3 separate regions of the Zea mays genome follow, and regions 2 and 3 are each linked to region 1. Evidence: chromatin contacts called from public Hi-C data. All regions are on one chromosome and are shown on one strand. Each heading gives the region's core, a stretch centred on a gene start, on an enhancer-like site or on the middle of the called end of the contact. The rest is flanking DNA. Distances are from core to core; before and after follow the strand shown. Region 1 has its middle 79 kb from the start of LOC103638980. Region 2 holds the start of LOC100285358 (transmembrane emp24 domain-containing protein 10). Region 3 holds the start of LOC100191523.

Region 1 (2,599 bases), core at 56-2,555:
AAAACAAAATAATCGAAAAGAAAACACGAATTGGATGAGGTAGTGGCCGGAGGACGTCGTCGATGACACAAGCACAAATGAAGATCGTCACTCGGGCCGCCCAAATTGCGCCGGATCGGAGGATGTCACGCACGATCATCGCTGCACACACCTCGTGCCTTCCATGACGCCGCTCGCTCGAACCTCATGCGTCGTCGTCGCTACTCGCACATTGAGGGGCGTTGTTTGCTCGCTGGTCTTGAAAGTTCCGCTGCCTCGGGGCCCGGGGGACGCCGCCGCTTGCCCGCACAAGGGCCCTGCTGTCGCTCGTTCTCTGGATTGGGGGGCCGCCGCCACTACTCCGGATCGAGGAATCGCCGCCACCGCTCGTCGAGGTCAGGGAGTCGCGGCCACCGGCTGGGGTTCCACCGTCGCGCACACTTTCGGGCAACTGCCGTCGTCGCAGGCGCCGTCGCTAATAAATCGGTGTGGAGCGTAAAAAGCTGAACCCTAACACTCCGGGTCATGTTTTATAGACGTCCGGACCTGGTCCGGCTCGACCGGTTTGCACCATTCAACCTGAGCTTTCTCTAGTTATTGGAAGCACATGGCTCTTAATATATATATATATATATATATATATATATATATATATATATATATATATATATATATATATATATATATATATATATATATATATATATATATATTTTGCACTTAACCTGTTAACAACATGAACATGGCTGGATAATTGTTGGACTGATTGTCGTGCACATCTAGTTTCTTCCACGGAGGGGTACTCGGACTTGTGAGCGACCCGCGCTGCCACGCACATGCATTCACACACAGAAAGGCATGAAATGGGCCTGTGCGTGGGCCAGCACTCCTTTCTTTTGGACAACTTGCTAGTATCTGATTTGGACGGAATGATTTTTGCTTTCTCTGCTTTCCGAATATTCCAAAACCCGGATGCCATACTGCAATCTGCCAACCTACGTACGTACTAGATTATTATTTAAACACTGCACCTCTTGGGTGAAAAAAAAACAAATAATGTGTGGTCCAATTAGAAAGGGACATGCAGCAAGCTTTTCTTCTTCTTGTGGCGACATGAATAAACGGAACCACCGCGCAATCCTCGACGCTGATTGGAGATGGCATGTATAGCCTTATCAACAACAACGACTACTGCTAATATAGTGGCGAGTAGTAGACTAGTAGCTAGTGCTCGCAGCGTCGTCGTGCAAATTGCAGGATGGATGGTGACACACAACCTGACGATCGAGTTACTAGTGGCTCAGCTGATTAATGATTGCTTTTAGCCAGCCCAGCCCAGCCAGCCCAGAATGATAGTCACTCGTGCACCCATATTCTGATCCGGCTAAGGTCCTGTTCGGTTTCTAGGGATTGAAGATCTGGAATAATTTCTAGCCGGATTACTTCTCTAACTTATATAAATTTTGATGAGTTGGAACGAATCCGAGTTTATTCATATGCAAACGAACAGACCCTAAAGCTTTGCCACCTAGTTAACTTCGTGGCCAGGCCAGGACCCAGTGGATTCGACCTTGCGGCGGCGCTTTTATCTGCAGCAATTCCAGACCTAGCTAGGTCAGCATATGCATGTCGTGTAGCAACAACAGATTGGGCATTCTGCAGTGTGTCCCGACTCCCGAGTGACGCTAAAAATGGAGAATATCTGGGTACCGCTCCTCCCACTGCAGACAGATCGAGGTGGCAATCCGAAAAACGAGAAGCGAGGCAAGTAGACAATCCCAAGTGGCGCTGCTTCCTAGTGAATGTGAAGTCAAGCCAGTAAAAAATATACTCCCATTTGTTTGCATTCAGCTGAAAGACAAAGGAGGCAACAAAAGAAAACGAGGGGAAGCCAATAACAATACTCCCGTATGCAAAAACGAGAGAGAGAGAGAGAGCGGACCATGACACACGCGCGCGAACGCATTGGTATGCCGTTTGGTTCACACACCAGTGACGTAATGGTTAACCCATAACGTTAAATTATGTTTGTTTAAATTTAACCGTAATCGATATCATACTATAAATAGATATCGGCTTATTCAAACTTGTTGTCACCGGTATTCGAGTGTGAATCATTATCATTATCATTTACGTTACATTTTGTGAACCAAACGACACCTTAGATCTATTGAGTCAACACTTACACAAAAAACTAGCCCATTAGAGGTTTGCACCCTCAACCATACAAACCATACTTGACAACCCACAACACACAATGTGTGACTATTTTTAATAATCTTCTCTCACACGTTGTGAGTCGAGATTTGTCTGAGAATGCACTGGGCTAACCTGATTTGATACCAATTCTTGGAACCAGACTGCTGACACATGGTGTGCCCGTCGGGTCGCTCGCACACACATCGCACCCTATCCAAGTCGTCAGACCACGACACATACGCCCAAACGCATAGCAGCAGGCTTTATTTATATTGTGCCAACACTCCCAAAAAGCTTACACCATCAACCATACAAATCATGCTTGACAATCTACATCACACAACGTGGAACTATTCTCAACAGGGACAGGGGGGACAGGGGCAGAGAAAGCAGAAAACCATGGGAAGGTGACAGTAAAAAA
Region 2 (2,599 bases), core at 52-2,551, 160 kb before region 1:
TTGACACAACCACATATACCGAACAATGGTAAATGACTGTTGTCTATGCATGGACTCGCTCTCCAAAAATCTGTGGATCACCTGCTTGGTTGCTTCTAGGAGGTTCCTAGCCTCCTACAGCAAGAAGGTTTGCTTCTGAGTGTTGAGAGCTGTCAAGCCATAAAACCTGATGTCATCTGGTGATCAGTGATCAGGAGCTCCCAGTGTGGTGGCTAGAAAGCTGTAAGCAGGTGCCGAAAGATAATAGGAAAGGTCTTGGTTTAGCAGTTATTCTGATCCCTCGGTCAGACGGTCACTACGGAATGCTCAAGAGTAATCAGCCAGGGCATGTTCAAAGCGATGTCATTCCTCCTGTTGCTGATCCACTAGGCGCTAGGATTTCCTTAGCTTTCGGTATAGTTTGTGTCCCAAGGGCACATGCCCCATGTTGTTTTCTTCTCTGTTCATCAGGTAGTTGTGTTGGCCTGGGCAGGTAGCTGTCCGCGGTTGTTCTGTTTGTTTCTAGTGTTTTTAATTGGTTGTAAACTTGACGCAATTCTTGTTTTAATTAAATATGTGCTCGTGCAAATTTTGAAGGAAAAAAAAAGACCAGCCCATAGACATAACCAAATTATGTCACAAACAAATACAACCAAATTTGTCATATATTCAACTAGATCAACCTTGAGCCTATATAGCTATATCTACCGTCAACTCACTTTAACAAAATCTGGCATTCAATCAAATGCACATATATGAGAAATGAATGCACATTCAATCAAGTGTTGCGCTCGCGCGCCGGCATGCTCGGATTATATACAAGGAGGAGGACGAGGAGCACTCACTTGGACCTGACCCTTCTTGGCGACGGCGCTCCAGTCCCTGGCGGAGACGCCGCTGCGCCAGTCGAACTCGAACGCGACGATGGCGGGCGGGCGGTGATCGGGCGCCCAGAAGCAGGCGAGGTAGTCGCCGGCCTCGGAGGCCGTGAAGGCGAAGTTGCCCGAGTGCACGTTCTCCGCGTAGTGCAGACTGTTGCCGTAGGGCGAGGTGACCCGCAGCGAGATGCGGTGAGAGTCCGGGAGCTGCTGTGGCGACGACGACGAAGAGGCGACGCCGTCGGGGGCCATGACTTGGTACTTCCCGACGGCCATGGCGCCCACCTTGATGTCGTCGGAGATGCACTTGGTGTGGCCCGAACGCAGGTCGAAGCGGAGGGCGCCGGTGGGGGACGCGGTCGCGAGGATGAGCAGGAGGAGAGCCAAGAGGGAACCGGGGACGCGCGCGGCCATGGCGGCTAGATCGAGGGAGCGTTGCGGTGTTGCGTTGGATCGTTGAGGCGAACTGCAGAAGTAAAGACCGCACCAGTACGTATTTTGATCTTTCCTTTTTCTTTGTCAAGAAAACAAATATGTAAAAAAATCTATAGACAGCACTTCGCAACCTGTGGACGTGTCGTCGTGTCGACTCCTCGAAAAATGTACTTGACGTTGGGCTAGCTAAGCCAATTTCTTCTGAAAGCACGTATTTGACGTTGTGGACGTGTTGACAGTTTGCTTAAATATACGTAACAAACACTGTTACAAATTGTTCACCAGATCGAGTTCTCTTTGTTTTATCTATACGTGGTCATGACCATCGTGGCCACTGTCACCGAACTGAGCTTCCTTGACGAGTGAGATGTGTTTTATCCACCGGTCTAGGAACCAAATACTTTCCAAGTAAGGTTATTTCTATCGATGTGAACTGAATGACATAAAAAAATTATAAAAGATTGTGATTTGTTTAGAATTTAAATTTATTTAATTACACCTAATCTATATGATTAAGAGCAAAAACGAACAATCCCTAATAAATACTAGTCTTAGAACTACTACACTTGCGACGTGTTTGGTTCGATGTAATGTAACGGTAAATGATTTCTTCGGGTATTAGATAACGTTACATGTGTTTGTCATGGGTTCTATTGAAATCACGTATATTCGAATCGGATACTGCCGTATACAAAACTCAAACCCTCCAACCCTAGCCGGAATCAATCGTCCGGGTCGGCATCAGTGCCGCGCCACCACCAGGCCAGGCCAGTGCCGCGTCAGTGCTGGATTCAGCTGAAAGCTCTCCTCCTCCTCCTCGAACGCCAGTGCCGCGCCGCCACCAGGCCTCCCTCCTCGGACGCCAGCAGCGGGCGCCAAGTCTTCGTCGTCGTCCAGGTAACAGATCTCTTAAATCTCGAACTAGTGGACTGCGCGATAGACTGCTCGTCGGAGTTCTAGATCCAGTTCATCGGAGTTCTAGATCCAGTTCGTGGGAGTTCTAGATCCAGTGGCAAGGGTGACTCGTCCGTGCTCCCCTTTCCAACCACATGCCGCATCCTAGCAGGCCCCCTCGCCAAGAATGGTAGCTCTTGGCCCTGATCTACCGCTTCTGCCGCTTCTCGATCTGCCGCTTCTGCCGCTTCTCAATCTGAGACGGGCGACCGTCAGGGCCTTGGCCCTGATCTCATGCTCCAGCCACCTGACGCGCTTGGCCTCCCGCTCCATACAGCCCTGGCGCGCTTCGCCTATCATGCTACGGGAAGAGATGAACTGAACACCGTTTCTTTTGCGTTGGTTGCCTGAAA
Region 3 (2,599 bases), core at 30-2,529, 140 kb before region 1:
CGACAGAGTAATTTTAACTGAATAAGAGCAAGTTCATTGTAGACCCACTACTGTAGCACAGTGACAGGAAGACAACCAATAGTGATAGCAGATGTCCCGTTCTAAAAACAAGTAGAGCTTAAAAGATCGCATGGTATTACCGAAATTCCCCTCTTGGGGAGCTCAGTTTCCATGTAAATCCTTGTTTTCCGGTAGCAATCCGTGGTGGTCACAATGTGCCCACCAGCCGGAACAAGTGCACTGAGCATAGCCACAGCTGCATACATCCCCGATGCCACGAACACTGTGGACTCTGCTTTCTCCAGTGCGCTGCACCATGAGAACACGCAACTGTTTAGCCTCCAGCCAAATGCAACCAACAGGGTGCCGACATTTCCACTATCGAGCATCACCTCATCTTCTTCTCTAATGCCTCCGTGGTCGGGTTCCCATACCTCCCATACTCGAAGCTAGCATGCCTCCCCTCCTAAGGAACAGATAAAACTTAATATTTCGGCGTCAAAACTCACATCCGTCAAATTAGACAAGAGCAAGCACGAATATTCACTACCTTAAAGTCGATTAGCTCTTGCGAGTTGTTGAACCAGTAGGCCGACGTGTTCACTACCGGTGTGGTGATCGCATCCGTGGCGATCCTTCTTCCCAGCCTCTCCCCTGTTTCAGATAAAAAGGCAGCAAAGCCACAAAGGAATCATCGAAAGGGGAAAAAAGCATAGAACCTAGATCTTACAGTAAAGAGACGAGCTAGCAGGGTAGGGTACCCGCGTGGACGGCGAGGCTGGCGTCGGAGCCGAGCAGGTTACGCTCGGCCAAGACGACGGCGGACGGTTGCGCAACCTTAGCGTTGGGAATTGCGCTGACCTCCGCCGCCGCGGAGGCGGCGGCGGCGGCCGATGCAGCCGCGGCGTGGGAGGAGGCCACGCCGCGGGCGCGGCGGCCGCCGCCGCCTAAGTGGGGGCGAGCGGCGGGGCAGTCGGACCACGCGGCGGCGACGATCTGCGCGACGCCGATGTTGCTGCAGTTGCGGCGTGCCTTGGTGCTAAGCTGGCGGACAAAGTTTGGCGGAAAGCGGAGGATGGTAGCAGAGGCCAGGGCGCCACCGGACTCCGTGGAGAAGACAGCCTGCGGGGTGAGCGAGACAGTGGCCATGGAGTAGGAGAAGCTAGGGTTTTGGCGGCGGCGCGGGGAGCGACGCTTCGCTCGATCGGTCGCGGCAGCTTCGGGGAGGTGGCGGTCGCGTGGCCTTCCGAAATGCGGTGCGGCTTATTTGTAGTGGCAAGACCGTCAGAGTGCGTTCATCGCTTCGTGCAGCAGAGGCGCTTATCTACTTCTAAATACTCCACCTCGTTTGGAGCACAGAAGAAATTGAAAACAGTTTTTCTAAATTGTGTTGTTTAGTTGCATAAAATTAAGATTTGGAAATAGAGACTCAATTCTTTAGAATTAGGCTATAACTAGAAACCCCTCTCCTAGTATAAAGTCTCATCTCGGTATTGCGTAAAATTAGACCGCATAACTTCAAACTCCAATTCAACGACATCCAAACAATAGAATTAAAATTACATCTCATTTCAGTATCATACATGATTTGGTATTCAACTCCATCTTCTTCACATCCAAACGGAGCACTAAATAAAAAATTACTAAGATGGTGTTTGTTTAGGATTATAATGTGCCCAGATTATATAATCTATCAAATTTTAAACTTGTTAGTTCAAAATTTGTTGGATTATATATTCTATACATATTATAATTCTAAACAAACACCCTCTAAGGACATGTCTGATTATCCTATAGATTATACTATCTCGTTCTCGAATATTTGTCGTTTGTTAGTTCATTTTTAACTAAAACAGACAAATAAAAAACAAAAGATGGAATATAATCCAACTTAAATAAGTTGAGAAGTAAACAAACAACACAAGATTATTAGGTGTATTATGTAATCTAGATACCTAAATATAATAATCTATAAGCAGGTCAATAAATGCTTATATAATCTATAAGCTGGATTATATAATTCCGGAAGGGAACAAACAAGTCTAAAGGGTGTTTGTTTGGGATTATAATTGTCGGGGACCATAATTAGGGGTACCCCCAAGACTCCTAATCTCAGCTGGTAACCCCCATCAGCACAAAGCTGCGAAGGCCTGATGGGTGCGATTAAGTCAAGGCTCGGTCCACTCAAGGGACACGACCTCGCCTCACCCGAGCCCAGCCTCGGACAAGGGCAGCCGACCCCGGAGGATTCACGTCCTGCCCGAGGGCCCCCTCAAGCAACGGACACACCTTCGGCTCGCCCGAGGCCCAGTCTTCGCCGAGAAGCAACCTTGGCCGGATCGCCACACCGACCGACCGTATCGCAGGAGCATTTAATGCAAGGATGGCCTGACACCTTATCCTGACGCGCGCCCTTCAGTCGACAGAGCCGAAGTGACCGCATTCACTTCGCCGCTCCACTGACCGGCCTGACGAGAAGACAGCGCCGCCTGCGCCACTCCGACTGTTGTGCCACTCGACAGAGAGAGGCTGACAGTAGCCAAGTCCGGCCTCGGGCGCCATAGGAAGCTCCGCCTCGCCCGACCCTAGGGCTCGGACT

The links. Hi-C and Micro-C count contacts between places; a contact is called where the count stands out from the background.
Region 2: a Hi-C map of ear shows a contact between it and region 1, with 2.3 times the contacts expected there. The contact joins the promoter of LOC100285358 here to the enhancer-like site in region 1. A contact is called at or near these places in 3 of 25 Hi-C or Micro-C datasets (bundle sheath, ear and tassel).
Region 3: a Hi-C map of leaf shows a contact between it and region 1, with 6 times the contacts expected there. The contact joins the promoter of LOC100191523 here to the enhancer-like site in region 1. A contact is called at or near these places in 6 of 25 Hi-C or Micro-C datasets (bundle sheath, endosperm, leaf and 1 more) and 1 of 3 datasets of contacts at active chromatin or transcription factors (leaf).

The regions. Positions count from the first base shown.
Region 1 is chr9:124,064,211-124,066,809 of Zm-B73-REFERENCE-NAM-5.0, forward strand. No RefSeq gene overlaps it. Among protein-coding and RNA genes, the nearest start is that of LOC103638980, 79 kb to the left of the region's middle. Within about 2 kb of position 1,306, at least 17 of the 20 cell types and tissues checked have an H3K27ac peak or open chromatin away from gene starts, as enhancers often do. A contact at or near this core is called in bundle sheath, ear, endosperm and 2 more, where this site is marked.
Region 2 is chr9:123,904,195-123,906,793 of Zm-B73-REFERENCE-NAM-5.0, forward strand. LOC100285358 (transmembrane emp24 domain-containing protein 10) reads right to left here and starts at 1,302. Exons shown (of 3, transcript NM_001158250.2): 1 at 825-1,302. The coding sequence starts at 1,271. LOC103638978 reads left to right here and starts at 2,142. Exons shown (of 3, transcript NM_001301589.1): 1 at 2,142-2,189. It overlaps LOC118473383 (a long non-coding RNA gene), which reads right to left. Exons shown (of 2, transcript XR_004852742.1): 2 at 1,881-2,593.
Region 3 is chr9:123,921,444-123,924,042 of Zm-B73-REFERENCE-NAM-5.0, forward strand. It overlaps LOC100191523, which reads right to left and starts at 1,280. Exons shown (of 11, transcript NM_001399164.1): 1 at 762-1,280; 2 at 551-654; 3 at 393-466; 4 at 141-309. The coding sequence starts at 1,149.